2 separate regions of the Canis lupus genome follow, and region 2 is linked to region 1. A link is a contact called in public Hi-C data. All regions are on one chromosome and are shown on one strand. Each heading gives the region's core, a stretch centred on a gene start, on an enhancer-like site or on the middle of the called end of the contact. The rest is flanking DNA. Distances are from core to core; before and after follow the strand shown.

What was found. Hi-C and Micro-C count contacts between places; a contact is called where the count stands out from the background.
Region 2: a contact with region 1 is called in a Hi-C map of blood, with 2.3 times the contacts expected there. The contact joins two enhancer-like sites. A contact is called at or near these places in 2 of 9 Hi-C or Micro-C datasets (both in blood).

The regions. Positions count from the first base shown.
Region 1 is chr6:27,135,069-27,142,833 of UU_Cfam_GSD_1.0, reverse strand. All of the region lies in intron 1 of XYLT1 (xylosyltransferase 1), which reads left to right. It overlaps LOC111096293 (a long non-coding RNA gene), which reads right to left and starts at 196. Exons shown (of 5, transcript XR_005360884.1): 1 at 1-196. Within about 2 kb of position 4,108, at least 3 of the 20 cell types and tissues checked have an H3K27ac peak or open chromatin away from gene starts, as enhancers often do. A contact at or near this core is called in blood, where this site is marked.
Region 2 is chr6:27,185,113-27,192,877 of UU_Cfam_GSD_1.0, reverse strand. All of the region lies in intron 1 of XYLT1 (xylosyltransferase 1), which reads left to right. Among named protein-coding and RNA genes, the nearest start is that of XYLT1, 110 kb to the left of the region's middle. Within about 2 kb of position 2,842, at least 6 of the 20 cell types and tissues checked have an H3K27ac peak or open chromatin away from gene starts, as enhancers often do. A contact at or near this core is called in blood, where this site is marked.

The sequences.
Region 1 (7,765 bases), core at 2,859-5,358:
TCCAGCAGGTGAGCATCTCCCCCTCTGAGCCTATCAGATGACAGGGGCCGCCCCAGGTCAGAAAGCATCAGAGCCCCAGGTCTGGTGGGAAGTGCCAAAGTCATTAATTATGCCACCGAGTCACCAGAAGGAGGCGGCCAGGGGCCTCCTGACAGCAGATTAGAAGCAGCCCCTCCAGCACAGGTACCTAAGGCTGCTGGGGCTCTTCAAATTAATAAGCTCTAGCCTGGTACTTGAGACTCATTAGAATTGTGATTTAGGCCCATTTACTGGTGTGAGATCACAATGGGGTGCTGGGTGATTATGGTTACCCAACCTTGCAGCCAAAGACTATTAATTCCTGTCACTTCCTGTTTTACTTGTGCCTGTCCCCAACCTGTCCCGGGCAACACTTCTGAGATGGGAGAGGCTGGAGCAGTGCCTGGGCAGTGGGTTTTCATCATCCTGGGCTTGGGAAGGGCTGCCTCCACCTCTGTCCCCGCCTCTCCTTTTTCTTTTGTGTAGGCAAGAGGTGAGCACGAGGGCCTCTCGGTGGCCCAGCCCAGGGACCTTTCTGAAAAGTAAGGCTGATGATCACAGTGTGCTCTTTGCTCAAAAAGCCTGCAGTGGCTTCCCAGGGCGCTTGGAATGAGTGTGCCTTTCCTCACCAAGGACAGCAAGGCCTGTCCCCACCAGACCCCTACCTTCCTCTCCTGTCACACCTGGGATCCTAACACCCTACCTGCATAGCCTAAGCTCACTCCTGCCTGTTGAACTTTGCTATTATCATTCCTATTGCCTGATGCCCCTCGCCCAGAATCCTCTTATGTTGGCTCCTTCCTGTCAGCGGGCTGCAGCCTGAATGCCACCTCCTAGCGTGGTCTTCCCTGACCCCCATCTGAAATGCCATCCACCACCTTCTCCCGCTTTGTGCATCTTTTTTTTTTTTTAAGATTTTATTTATTTATTCATGAGAGACAGAGAGAGAGAAAGAGAGAGAAAGGCAGAGACACAGGCAGAGGGAGAAGCAGGCTCCATGCAGGGAACCTGATGTGGGACTTGATCCCAGGACTCCAGGATCACGCCCCGGGCCAAAGGCAGGCGCTAAATTGCTGAGCCACCCAGGGATCCCCTGCTTTGTGCATCTTTAAAGAACTCAGCTCCACATCATGGCATGTTTTACAACTGTGTGTGGCTCTGTTTTCTCTTTGCCTGTGGAATGTAAGTTCCATGCACCTCCTTACCTCGCTACCTTGCACCTAGAATGATGGATATTGCCTAGAAGGTGCTTGAATATCAATGAGATGAATGAAGAGGAAAGGTAATGGACAGACAGTAATAGTCACTGATCTCCAAGTGCGTGCCGCGTGCCTGTCACTGTGCCAGGTACCTTACCTACATTTTCTCACTCGATTTTCACAAGCCTGTTGAGGGCAGGAACTAGTTTGTCCCATTCTATGGAGGCAGAAACTGAGGCTTGCAGATGTAGAAGTAACTTGCCCAAGGCCCCCAGCTGGTCACAGGTAATGCTGTGATTCAGGTCAGGTCTTGTACCTCCTCTGTGTGAAAGTGGAAGAGTGAAGTACAAGAGGCCTGGGGCACCTGGGTGGCTCAGGTCGTGATCCCAGGGTCCTGGGATGGAGTCCCACATCAGGCTCCCTGCACTAAGCCGGCTTCTCCCTCTCCCTCTGCCTATGTCTCTGCCTCTCTCTCTGTATCTCATGCATAAATAAATAAAAAGAAAAAAAAAAAGAGGCCATTCCCTCCGTGCTCCCTGTCTGACGTAAGGGCACGAGGGGAGATCTTATTGCTGTCAAGAGAATCACAGCAGTGTCCTGAGGAAAGTGGGAACTTGGTGAAACACTGTCTGAGACTCATAGTTGTTGTCAAGTGGAAATAGGGATGGAAAAAATATTGTCTACAGCACAGCGAAACCCCATATCCATATGGTGGTGGTGGTGATGAGTAGGGCCATGTCCAACCCAAGACACACAAAGAATCCAGAAACAGGCCCAATGACAGGAGTCCAGAGTTTTCTTGCTGCATTTTATCAAGAAGATGGGTTGTGATTGCTTTGCACGTCCCAAGTAGCAAAGCAGTTTGAGCCATTTGTATATTTTTCAAATTGGAGCTTTTCTTTTTTCCAAAGGCAAAATTTGAAATTCCACTTAATACTTATTGCTGAGTAGCAAGGACACCGATGTGGGCTTGCAAAGGCTCTAGGATGTCAAGCAAGAATCTGGCTGTCAAGGCAAACCTGGAGAGTGAGTGTGTGTGCGTGTGACTGTGCACACGCGCGTACGTGCCTACATATGGCCTGGACCATGCTGTACTTGGCATCTTTCTTGACACTCTGCACACTTCTTCTGTGATGTGATGAGACGGCCCAGCCAGTTTCCCTTTGTGTCTTTCTGAGTGACTGCGACTGCCACTGGCCTTCAGAGTTTGAAGCTCCTGACAGATATTAAAGAACAATTCACTTATTACAGCTAAACAGAAAAGCATATGGAAAAAGCAAACTGCATTAACATCTGCTGCCTGGGCTCCATCTGCTCCCGTTGGCTTGCCTTTTGCCTCCAGACGTGCCAGCCTGTCAGGTTCCCAGAGCCAGTCCCTCCTTCCTTCCAAGTGAGGACAGGATGTGCCCGTTCATTTTGAGCCACTCATGCGGGACCTGGGCTCTTCTTAGGTGTTTCAGAAGTGTAGAGAGATGCACAAAATGCGGGACATTTGGAGGTGCTGGGCTCTGGAGATCATGCTCTGGCTTCGGGTACTTCCTAGCTGTGTGTCCTCGGGCAGGTGGCTTAGCATTTCTGTGCCTCAGTTTCCATGTCTGTGAAATGTTGGGGTAACGAAGGCAGTGGCTACATCGAAGGATCAGTGTGAGAGTAAAATGTTAAAATGCAGGTAAATCCCTGGCAACGGTGGCGTACAGTAAGTGTGCAGGACAGGCTAAGTCTCTTTCCCTAAGAATATTCCCCACCGCCCCCACCTGGCCCAGGTTACTCATCCTGTTTCCTACAGCTTAGCACCTTGAATTTAAAATTACTCATTAAGGGACGCCTGGGTGGCTCAGTCAGTCAAGCATCTGCCTTTGGCTCAGATTCCAGCAGGATCAAGCCCCGCTTTGGGCTCCATGCTCAGTGGGGAGCCTGCTTCTCCCTCTGCCTCTGCCCTTCCCCCCTGCCTATACACTCACTCTCTCTTTCCCTCTCTATGTCAAATAAATAAAATTTTAAAAATACAAATAAAATAAAATTACTCATTGGGCACGGGGTGCAGCAAGGGCCTCAGCCTTCTGGAAGTGCCCATCTTTTCATCTTTTTTTTTTTTAAAGATTTTTTATTTATTCATGATATACAGAGAGAGAGAGAGAGAGAGAGGGAGAGAGAGAGGCAGAGGGAGAAGCAGGCTCCATGCAGGAAGCCTGATGTGGGACTCCATCCCAGGTCTCCAGGATCACACCCTGGGCCAAAGGCAGGCGCTAAACCGCTGAGCCACCCAGGGATCCCCCCACCTTTTCATCTTAAAGACCCAGCCCCTTCCCCCACCCCACCGTCTTTAGTACCGGGATGGAAGCTCCCGGGGTATCATTTCGTGATGGGACAGAGGTGCAGGGGCCCCTTCCAGAACTGGGCCGATGTGGGGCCAGCCGGCCTCGTCTGTGTTGTGCCTGCAGCCGCCTCCTCCCACCTGAGCTGGTTTTTGCCTCCAGCTAGCAAGACAAACCGAATGTTGTTATTTTAGTATCTGGTAGCCTGTCGGAAATCATTTCTAAAAATGTTTTTTCCCTCTTTCTCTCCGCCTTGCTCCCCGAAGCAGCCACATCTGTGCAGCAATTAGGACAGGACAGCTGGCAGCCCTCGGCCGTTGGAGAACGGGCTGCGGTGCACTGGGGTCAAGTGCTGCTTCCTGGCGGGGGCGCAGGGCTGGGGGAGGGTCTTGGGCAAGTCACTGTGCCTCCTGTGCCTCAGTTTCCCCATCTAGGAAATGGGCATGCTGACAGTGTTCGCCTCCCAAGGGCTGCCCTGAGGTTGACATGAGTTAGTCTCTGCAAGGTGCTCAGAACAGTTCCTGGCGTACAGTTTGGGGAAGTGGGAGGTGACGCCACATGAAGGCCCGCCCGACTGCAGAAGGGGAGGAAGCATAGCCAGTCCTGGGTCTTCTGATCTGCCATCGCTCTGCTGGGAGACTGGGAGGAGGGGAGGGGCTTCACTCCCCTTTCTTGCTCTGTGATCTCAGCCATGGCCTGAGACTTCTGGCCTCCTGGAACACCCAGTGATAAGGAACCAGAGGGACACTCTAGTCCTGTGTTTTTCCAAGAGGGTTGTGTGGCCCCCAAGATGATTTAGGGGCGCTCTGTGGACTGTTACATAACCTTGAACATTAGGAAGTATTGCTCTTCCCCAACACGCCCAGTTTGTGGATGGTGAACAGGGGTCCAGAGAGTGCCAGGGGGCCTAGCAGAGTCACTGCCAACTGCGGGGGTGGGTGTGGGGTATAGGACCGGAAACAACAGCCCCTACGCCTGCTTCCTGTCCCTCTCCTACGTCCACTGTTCCACGGGCTACAGGCTGGCCACAGGTGGTGCTTCCTTTCCCGTGGTGTCTGGGCCTGGCTGTCCCTGATTCATGGCAGGAAGAGCACAGGGGAAGGTCGCATCTCTGGCTATGCGCTGGAATCAACTGGGGAGCTTTAAAAAAAAAAAAAATCCCAATTCCCAGGCCCCCACCCCAACTCCATGATTGCAACCGGGGCGTCAGCATTTTTAAAGCTTCTAAGTGATTGGAATGGGAAGGCAATGTTGAGAATCCACGGGCTAAATGCTGCTGCCCGTTCTCACCGCATCATGTCATCTGAGGGAAGAAGCATTGAGAAAAGCAAAAACGAAGGGGGGAGGAGGGGGGCAGAAATGCTAGTAAAATATTGCACAAAACCAGCAAATTGCAAAGGGGATGTTTACAGCATGGTGCCATTTTGTCGACCTTATAAACACACAAAGTAATGCTATATATTGTCTGTGGACACATACGTATTTACTAGAGATATAAACACATAGGTGTGAAGGACAGAAGTGACCTCTGGGTTGTTGAGAAATGGGAGTTGAGCAGTGGGAAATACGTCAACTGTATCTATAAAGTTTATTTCTTTAAAGAATTGAATAAAGCATGACAGATTTGGTACCTGGGGGTGTGATATGAGTGTTCTGGGTTTTTCTCTGGCAAGTTTTGAAATATGTCATAAGTCAAGAGAATATTTTTATCTTTGTTTGATAAGCATTTTTATGTTAGGAAAATATTTAGATCCATCTTAGAAAACAATAAAGAAAACCCACTAAATTTTACCACCTCAATTCTTCAGAAGTTTAAGAACTTTATAAATGTCCCAGGCCACGGGCAGCCTTTGGATCGCACAATGATGCAAGACAGTGGGATGAGGGGGAGGCAAGAGAGACAGATGGACAGAGGGACAGCAAGAGGACAGAGACCTAGGGGTGGAGACAGGCTGACCCCTGAGGTCTGAATGAAGCCAAGGTCCCCAATAATATGCAAGGCTCTGCCCAGCAGAGGTGGGGTGCCATCTGCCTGCCTTCTTCTAGGACTTGCAGGGTCCAGTTGTCTAGTAATTGCTGCCACAGGCACATAGAACCTGGGCTTCCAGTGATAATTAACATAGGAAGGGGGAAGTGGAAGAGGCCCAGCCTGACCCTCATGATCTTCTTCGGCTGTCCTACTAGAACAGTCAGTGACCTGGAGATGGATGGAACCAAACCCTGTCATGAAGCTGACCCCTCAGCCTGTTCTCTATACAGAGAGTGAGTCCAGGACATATCTGAAATTTCAGACTTCCACACCTCTAAACAGCCAGTCCCATTTTTCTTTTAGGTATCGTACCCCTAACCAGAGGCAGCCTCAATGCCAGTCTGTGGCTTGAGGGGGCTGTTTCGGTTGGGGAGTGGGTATGAGCTTGAGCTCCAGAGTCAGGCACTGTGGTTTAAATCCCCAGTCTCTGTGGTCTTGAGCAAGTGTCTTTACCTCTCTGAGCGTCAGCTTACTCATCTGTCGGAAAAGATCTCCCACTAGTAATAGGAACACCGTCAACAACTATGGTTTGTGGCCTACGCACTGTCCCGAGTCTTGGCCAGCGTGACTGACGGGCTCCTCATGCCAATCCTATGAGCTGATTATAGCCAGGAGGCCTGCCTGAGGTCGCAGAGCGTTTAGAAGGCACTGGGACCCAGGTAGTCCACTTCAGTGCTCATGCCCCTGACTGCTGGCCCACACAGCTTCTTTGTAGGGCTGGAAGGAGGGCCAGTTAGAGGAGAACGCATAGGAAATGCTGGCCTGGCAACAATGATGGAAGGTGCGCGGGGTGGAGGGGGAGGCGCAGAGGACTGTATCATAAATTCCTGAACCCCTGATGGTAGCTGGGATTTTCCTGGTCTTGACTGTAGGCATGTGGATGCAACTCATGAATTTCCATCTGCTTCCTGAGGTCCAACCAGGAGGGGAACAGTCCATCCCCCTCCCTAATTCTGAGTTCAGACACGGCCTAAAACTCCATTGAGGCTGGGAAGTTCAGAGCCCAAGCTTTGGAATCCGATCTGGGCTTAATCTGAGCCAGCCCTGTCCTTCCCACCCATGTGACGCTGGCTGGGGCGAGCCACAGAACCTCCTCTGCCAGCCTCAGTTTACTCTTGTGTCAAGTGTGGATAATAATATCCCCCCATGTCAAAGAGAAACATGGAGATTCACCGAGGGAGTAAACAGTAGGTGCTCTCCCAGGTAGCAGACGTTCGGAGTTACAGGGGGTGGAATGGATCATAAAGCTCGTGAAGTAAGTGGCAGTGCTGCTCTGTTGGGGGCACCTGCGGGGACTTGGGCATCTGGCCTGCATTTCGTAGTCTGCGTGGGAGTCCCTGTCTTGCTGCCTCACCTCTTCAGTGAGAAATCCTAATGGGATTAGGGGGAAAAGATAGGTGACCCACCCTGGGGCAGTAAGGCAGCCCAGAGACCCGATGAGCCCCTGGAGGGGCCCCCAGAAGCTGAGGGCTCCACTGAACTTCTCAGAGACGTGTCCCAGCCAGAGGGAAAGCAGCCTGCCTTCACAGCCTCCTTAGTGCCAGCCACCGGCACGGTTCAAGTTCACAGAAAGAGCCATCTAGTGGCCTGAACAACTGTGGTCCATCGGGTCTCCCAGAACCACCTTCTGCTGGATTTGCTGCTTGAGCTGTCTGAGGGCAGAGGGGAGCGAGGTCGAGGCAGGGCTGGTCGTGCCGGGAAAGGGAAAGGTGCCCCCGCTCAGCCTCTCGGATAAGGAACTTATCCGGAGCCAGATCCTCCAACCAGCCTGGGTGGCACAGGTCACTTCCCAGAACAGGAGGGGCAAGCAGAGGCAGAAATGGCCCTTTCACCTGTCACCCGGGCACCTAGCCCTTATTCACTTCCTCTTCTCACTTTCTCAGTGCTGGGGCCACACAGGCCTGGTTCCTCAACTGGCTGAGATGACCTCTCCAAGCCTCAGGACCGCCTTTAAAATGGGTGGATGGGGGCACCTGGGTGGCTCGGTGTAAGCATCTGCCTTTGGCTCAGGTCATGATCCCGGGGTCCTGGGATGGAGCCCCACATCAGAGTCCCTGCTCAGCAGGGAGCCTGCTTCTCCCTCTTCCTCTGCTGCTCTCCCTGCTTCTGTGCCTGCTCTCTCTCTCTCTCTCTCTCTTTCTGTTTCAAATATATTTAAAAATAATAATAATAATTTAAGGGCAGCCCGGGTGGCTCAGCGGTTT
Region 2 (7,765 bases), core at 1,593-4,092, 51 kb before region 1:
ATCTTATCTAATCATGACAGCGGTGTTTGAGGCAGGGGACCCTCATCCCCCTTCTTTGCAGGTGAAGACCCAGAGGCATCGAGAGGTTAAATACATGGTCCAAGACCATTGCGCTCCTGAAGGGTCGAAACAAAGTATGTCAGGGGTCTTCTGTCCCCTGCCTACAGCAGATCCGCTCTCTACCCTTCTCCTGTCTTTGGGTCCCCAGAGGCTTGACCTCGATGGATTTCATGCATGTGGACTTCTCATTGCTCTGGCCAAGGGAAGGCACGGGGGGCCAGGGGGAAGAGGACAGTGGGATGGGGATCATTTTCCATGCATTGGCTGTGGCCGCCTGGGAGGGCCAACACCCCCGGAAGGCCTGTCCTGTACAGCTCCATTCTTCAGGATCTGATAACACCACACCTCAGAGCGGCCAGCCCTGCTTTGTTTCCCTTGGAAAACATCTCTTTGTCAAGTCTCCCCCATTACTCCCTAGGAGACTAGTATCTCTCCTTCGGGAACCTTGCCCTGGACTTGAAGCCTGCCTCCAGCCCCTTGCTAAAACAGCGCTGCCAGGGTGAGCCACTGCCCTTCTCATGTCCTGTTTTGATGAAGGAGGGGGCCTGTCTTCAAACCAAAGAAAGGCCGCAGAATGGATGCAAGGGGATGGTGAAGCTATTGAAACTGAATGCCCAGTTGTGGGAGTAGGAATATTTTTCTGGGCAGAGGATCATAGCTGTCATTCTGTTTGTGACAACTGCCCCCCCCCCCCAGGCTGAGACACAAATATTCTAAACACCGCAGTACTAAATAAAGCATCAGATGATCCACGTATGTAAGAAGAGCTGCCCCAGACAGGGGACGCTTGGCTCTGAGTCCTGCCACTCACTCACACCCCTTCTGTCCATCTTGGCTCCAAGGCAGCAAAACTCTGCTTCACCTAGGGAGGGACTATGGTCTAGGGTAACAGCATAGGGGGAAGAGCAGGCTGTCCACCCCTCCTTCCAGCCGCAGCAGCACAGACGGACCAACAGAAGACAGATTATTTTTGCCAGCAAGCAAAGCCTTGGCAAACTCTCCTTGTTCTCTCTCAACACCTCCAGGAAATAGAACCGTCCTAGCATTTGAATCTGTTTTCTCAGATATGTCACCGCCCCTCCTCGTGCCTCCAGGAGGGCCAGCACGTTGCCGCTTCTCCAGGCCCACTGGTCCTTGCCGGGGAGCTGGTGTGTCCTCTCACAGCGGGCTGGAACGGTTGGCTGGCCCCAGCTCTGACTCCCCGCAACCCTCCTGCTGGGTTCAATTGCCTTCCTGAAAAGGAACGTCTTATTAATAATGATAAGCCCTTCTAATTTTCTTCTGGGAACTGTAGCTCTGATTTTTCTTTTTTTCCACTGCAAGGAAGAGGACAGGAACAAGGATGCAAACCTGTAGTTAGCTACGGTGCCGGTGCCAGATGGGCTAGGGCCAAGGATCGTTGGGTAGTTGTCCCAAGAAGGACACCCCCGGCCAACTCGATGCTAGAAGAGAGAAACTCCAACTATAAAGGGGGCCTAAAAGCAACTCCTTTGCCAGCTTCTCAGTGCCCCAGTTCTAATTTGGCTCTGGTTATGGGGGAGCAGAAGGTGACTTTCATCATATGGCCCTAGACCCAAAGTGTACATGGGCCTCCTGCTTACTCTCTCCCTCTGGCCCATGCCTTTTGTTGTGGGATGATTATTTTGAGTGTTTGGGTGGAGAGGGCAAAGGGGAGGGTGGGGGGAAGATAAAAGGGAGTTTGGAATTTGGGGGGAAATTTTGGAAGAATTGGAAGGTTATCGGGCCTCTAGAAGTGAGCTAGTGGCAAGAAGTAGCTTCCACCTTTGGATGAGGCCCGGGATTGAGAGTCCCTGCACAGCTTCTTGCCAGGACCATCTTAGTAGCCCGACGGTGGAGGGTGGACAGGGTCTTCTCACTCCCGCTCTTCCGTCTCCAGCCAGTATGTCACGTATGGGGTCTCCTTCCCCCAGGGCCACCTCCTTCATTCCTGATCCATCAGGGTTGCTCCACCAAAGCCCTCCAGACGTTTTGGACTAGATCATTCTTCATTGTAGGGGACTGCCCTGTGCCTTATAGGATATTTAGAAGCATCCCTGACCTCTACCCATTCACCCTCCGCAGTTGTAAAAACCAAAAATGTCTCCAGACATGGGCAAATGTCTCCTGGGGGCAAAATCCTCCCCCACTGAGAACCACAGGCCTCACTAAGTCTGGTTTGCCGGGATTGAGTGAAAGTTCACTGTCAGAAAGGGTGCTTGTAAGGGTGAGGCTAAGTCCACTGGTTGGGCACCTCCCTGTAAATGTCATTGGATTTTAAGTTTTTGTTCTCAAGTGACCTCCTTTGGGCTGAATTATAAACAAATTAGCACCTGCCAAGCCTCTCAGTATGGATGAGATAAGACACGGAGGAAAGCTCAAACATTTCTTCTTCCACATAAAAATCAGCAAACCCTGAAGCACAAGAGAGTGAAGGGCCCTCGGTGCACTCCTGGGGGATGAGACCCCAAGCCCCAGCTCTGAACCACAGCAGCGGGAAGGCCGGATCCCAGGCACAGCCCCAGAACCCCGTCCCCTTGAAGACCACAGGCGTGGGGTTGGCAGATTTGCTGTGGTTTGGCTGTCTCAGGAGGGTGTGGGCTTGCCTGACACCCGGAAATAGTCTGTGGCTTTGGGGCTGACGCTGTCATGTGTTCATACCCGGCTGGTATTCACTCCTGGTTCCTGGACTCTCACTGTGCTGTGTTCATTCAGGCTGGTCTCCACTTTCAAGTGCATGAAAGAGTCTTATGTGCAGGGAGTCAGCCTCAAACAACCAGGCTGCTGTGTGCTGTGCTGGCCGTTAGGTGTTTACGTGTTAGCTTGTCCTTGGGTGTTCCTCCGCCCTGTTCTCTGAGGGCGGCTGTGGCTCGGAACCATGTTTGGTTAAAATTTTTATTTATTAATAAATTTGGGGTGGGTGGGTGGAGGTCTTTTGAGATTTATTTTCCATAGTTATCAATAGTACATTGTATTATTTTGTTATATTATTAATTCATTCACTGAATATTTATTGAACACTTCTATGTGCCAGGCACTTTTTTAGGGACCTGAGATATGGCACTGAACAAGAGAGAAGTCCCAGGCCTCATGAGCTCACATTCTAGATAGATTGTAAATGAGAGATCTGTGTTTATATGTTTATATCAGATGGCAACAAATAGGAGAAAAGTCAGACAGGAGAGGGATGGGCCTTTGACTTTAGTGGGACCAAGGAGAGCTTAGAGATTAGGGAACATTCAAGCAGAGACCTGAAGAGCATGAGTGGGTGAGCCCTGCAGATAGCTGGAGGAACAGAGAGCAGCCAGTGCAAAGGCCCTGAGGAAGGATGTGCTTGGCATGGTCATTCACTTGGGAGCCGGTATGAGTAAAGCAGGAGTGAGCAAGGGAAAAAGAAGTGAAGGTGGAACCAGATCATTAGGATCTTGTTGAGCTTAGGCCAGCCTTTGGATGATTTTGAGCAGAGGAGTGACATGGCCTGACTTTGGACAATGGAACCAGTGCCTGCCATGCTGAAAGTGCACTATAGTTGGTCGAGGGCAAGAACAGGGAGACGGGGGAGAGAAGAGACCGTCATGGTATCCAGGGCTGCGTTGTTAACCATGGAGGCTCAGGGAAGTGGTTTGACCATGGATACTTCTGAGGGCAGAGCAGTGGAACATAACTTGTGGATCAGAAGGCTATAGAGCAATATAAGCACATGATAAAAAAATTTTTTAAAAATCAAGTAGTACAGAGTATCGAGTGAGAAAATCTCCCATACCCCTGACCCCAGTCTTCAGAGGTAGCAACCATTAACCTTTTTCTCATTGCTCCTTCCAGACTTTGCATATTAACACGTGTGTGTGCACACGTGCGTGGATAGGCAGGGATTTTGTTTGCTTGAACTGGAATTGAATGAAGCCTATTTTATAAAAACTCCCAGTATCTTCCTCTATATCTTAGATTCATGTTGTATCCACACACACCACTCGTCCTTACTATTTGTTTTGCCCACTTCTCTACCCAGCGCTCAGCATGCTGTCTAGTGTGTAGAAACCGTTCAGTAAATACTAATTGAATGAATTATTTCCTTGTTTATGTAACTGACTTCCTGTTGGTGGATATTTAGATTTTTACTTTTTTTCCCCCCTATCTTAATGCTGCCATTCTCATACACGCATCTTCTCACTGAGTGTGTACATCTGTAAGGTGAAGGACTGGGTTTGTGTTCCCGGCTCAAAGGGTATGTGCGTTTTACATTTTGACAGCCATAGCTGAACTGACCTATACAGAGGTTTCTTCAAATCGCCTCTCAGAGCCACTTCCTGTTTCCACTCTCAAAAGCGTTGGTAATTATCAATCTTTATCATCTGTGTCAAGCCGATGGGTAAAAACACTATCTTGCTGCTTTGATTTGCATTTCAGATATGAGTGGGTTGGAGCATTTTAAGAAAAAACGGTTATCTGTTGATTTTTTTTTTTTCTTCCTGAGCTGTGTTTTCCTGGGTGCCAGACGATGCCTCCTTGGAGACATGATAACTAAGACTGGCCAAGCTGGCCGCTGTGCTAAGTACTCTGTGTGTGTTGACTAACTTAACGTTCCCATGAACCCTGTATAAGGAGGAAAGGTTTGTCTCCTCACTGAGGCTCAGAGAGGAGCGAATTCAGTGTCGCCCAAGGTCACGTATCATGTGGACAGGAAGTGAGGAGCTGGTATTTGGACCTAGGCAGAACTTTCAGCCACCACGCCATGCAGATCGGTGGTGGAGCACTGGACATAGAGCTCTTTGTCAGGTGCCTGCAAGACATCCGAGCTCCAGGCATATTCAACCACATACCCAAGGCCACCCAAGAAGACGATGTCCCCTTTTTCATACTGAATCACACTGCCTCCTGACCAGGTCCCCAGCTACACTGTAAGCCCTGGATCTGGGGACCAGCTGTGGAGCTGTCAACAGGACTGTGCATTGGATCAGAATAAAAGCAGATAAATGGAAGGAAGGAAGGTAGATGAATGGATGGATAAACATATGTCAGTTTGTGTGTGTGTGTGTGTGTGTGTATGTGTATATATATATATACACATACACACACACACCCTCCTTTACACTGCCTCCTCTTCAGTTACTAGGGATTAGATGATGAAGGCTTGAGGGCCCTGTGCTCAGGGAGCTCACACCTAGAGCATAAAGTTTGAACCTTTTCTGTGTCATGGACCCCTTTGGCTTCCGGAGACACCTGTGGCCTCCTTCTCTGAATAATAACTGTTTTTTAAGTTTTTTTTTTGTCTCCTGCCCACTTTTTTAAGATAATATTTTTTAAAATTTTGAGAAGAGAGAGCACACAAGCAGGTGGAGGGATGGAAAGAGAAGCAGGTTCCTGGCTGAGCAGGGAGCCCAATGCAGGACTTGATCCCAGGGCCTCGGGATCATGACCTCAGCTAAAGGCAGATGCTTAACTGACTGAGCCACCCAAGTGCCCCTAAAATAATATTTTAAATGCAAAAAAAAGAATGCATGGGATTACAAAAGAAAGCCATTACATCAAAGTGCAGCTATCAAAATATATATAAACATAACAAATGTGTGGAGTAATAATGCATTTGCATCTTTATTAACACATTAAGTAACTAGATTTGGCTGCAGGTCTAATAACTACTGTAATTTTGAAGTAGTGACAAGTATAAATAATATTTTGAGCATCTGCTACCAGAGCAATGTGATATGAAAATATCTGTAATTTCCATGGGTGTCACTCTCAGGTCTTGCAAATACCCCTGCAGTCTGGTGCCTACATTCAGAACTGAAGGACATGCCAAATTTCAGTTCGAGTTAGTGCAAATAATTATGAAAGTGAATATGTGTTTAAGGCCCCCGCCCCGAGAATTCTTTCCAGGGACTACCCCCCCCGCCCCCCCCCCCCCCCCCAGTGCTCGATGGAGAGACACAGATCATCGCAAGACGGTGTGGACGTACGGAGTGAAATGGTGGACAGGGTCACCCATATCATACATGTGATGTATCTCACTGTCTTTTTCTGACTTTTTCCCCCCTCCTATTTATAGATGGATTGCTGTCGGATAAATGGACTTTGGTTATTTCTGTCTTGTGGGGCATTATTGGGTCTGTGATAACATAGGTCTGTGATAACTGCATAAACAGTACAACCCAGAATAATCCCAGAAGGCTTCTTGGAGGAGCTGTTGCACACACCATGTCCTGAAGGGTGGGTGAGCGTAGACCAGTAGAGGCAGGGATGAAGGGATGCACAGAACATTCCCAGGGAAGGCGGAGATGAAAGATGATGGGTCCCATCAAGAAATCGCAGAAATGTGGTGTTAATGGAGTACAGGTGGGGGAGCAGAGAATGGCCAGAGTAGGCACAGTTTCGGGTAATAGGAACCCATCAGGGAGCTTGAGATTTACCTAATGGGCAGCCCCGCCACCCCAAAGGCTTTTGAGAGCCGCAGAATAGCAAGGTCTTAAAAAAAAAAAAAAAAAAAAAAAAAGGAACAGCAGGGTCTGAGGTCAGTTTGGGAGGATCACTCTGGCTGCTGCATGGGCAATGAATTAGAAAGGCGATAGTGGGAAGGGAGAGGAGAGGACACAGCGGAGGGGTCCTTAAAACACAGAATGGACAGGGTAGCATTTGGCCAAGTGGAAGCAGGGCACAGAACACGCTGAGCTAGGGATGCATGAATGAAGGACACGTCTGGTGGGAAGACCTAATACCCCCCCCCCCCCCGGCGCAGGAGGTGACACAATGTCTTGTGAGGCTGTTTTCCCAGAAAATCAAGCCCTCCCTGCTGGTGGTGGGGGTGAGGGGTGCTGCCTTGGGCTGAGCATGGTGAAACCTTGCACTCAGGAGCCTGGGTGGCATTTCAACTTCAGTCTCCCAGGAAGGGATGGAAGCCAAAGGTAGGAAGAATTAAAACCACTTTTTAAAAGAAAACCCTGCACTTTTTAGGGATTTATATGCCTTTCTGGGTCTGAATAATAAATTTTTTTACAGCTACAGCTGGCGTTATATACTGCCTTATAAAATGCCATGATAGTGTCTAATGAACATCGTATTGCGGGATATATAGGACTTTCTTTTCCAAGGGCTTTTTAAGGCATGGTCGCTGGCTCATATAGGCAGGGAAGCCACACTGCACTTCATCCCAGAGAGCGAGAGAGTGCAGGTGGCCCCTTCTCTGGGACCACTCTTCACTGTCAAGGTTTCTGGGGCCCCAAGGAGGCAGTGGCTGCCAGGGAGAGGGGGCCGATCTGATCTGCGACACCTGCTGAAGCCGCTGTATTTGGGGGATGTCAGCTGGATCAGAGATCACGCTGGCCCTGTCCCCCATGGAATTCAGCCTGGCTAGACTCGCCTGACCAATTTAGAAGTTGACCTTTTACAAGGTATGTGTGTGTCTCTGGCGGCTTGGGTTGCCCTGGTTCACACAGTCTACACACCGAGGGGGAATGGGCTCCCTGCCCCTCACCCCCCTGCAACATCCTCTCATTGACTTCTGGCCCACCTTTCCTCGCTCCCCCTCCTCCTCCGCCCGACCTTGGACATCTGCATTTAGAATTCATTACCATCCAGGAAATAGGATCTTTCCCCCACCCACCGGAAAAGTGCAATCAGGGGACCCCCTTGGGAAAGGAGAAGGAGAGGAGGCACTGGGGCCTCTAACTGGGAGTGACGAGAACACTATTGTTTGAGTCCTTGCTTTTAAAAT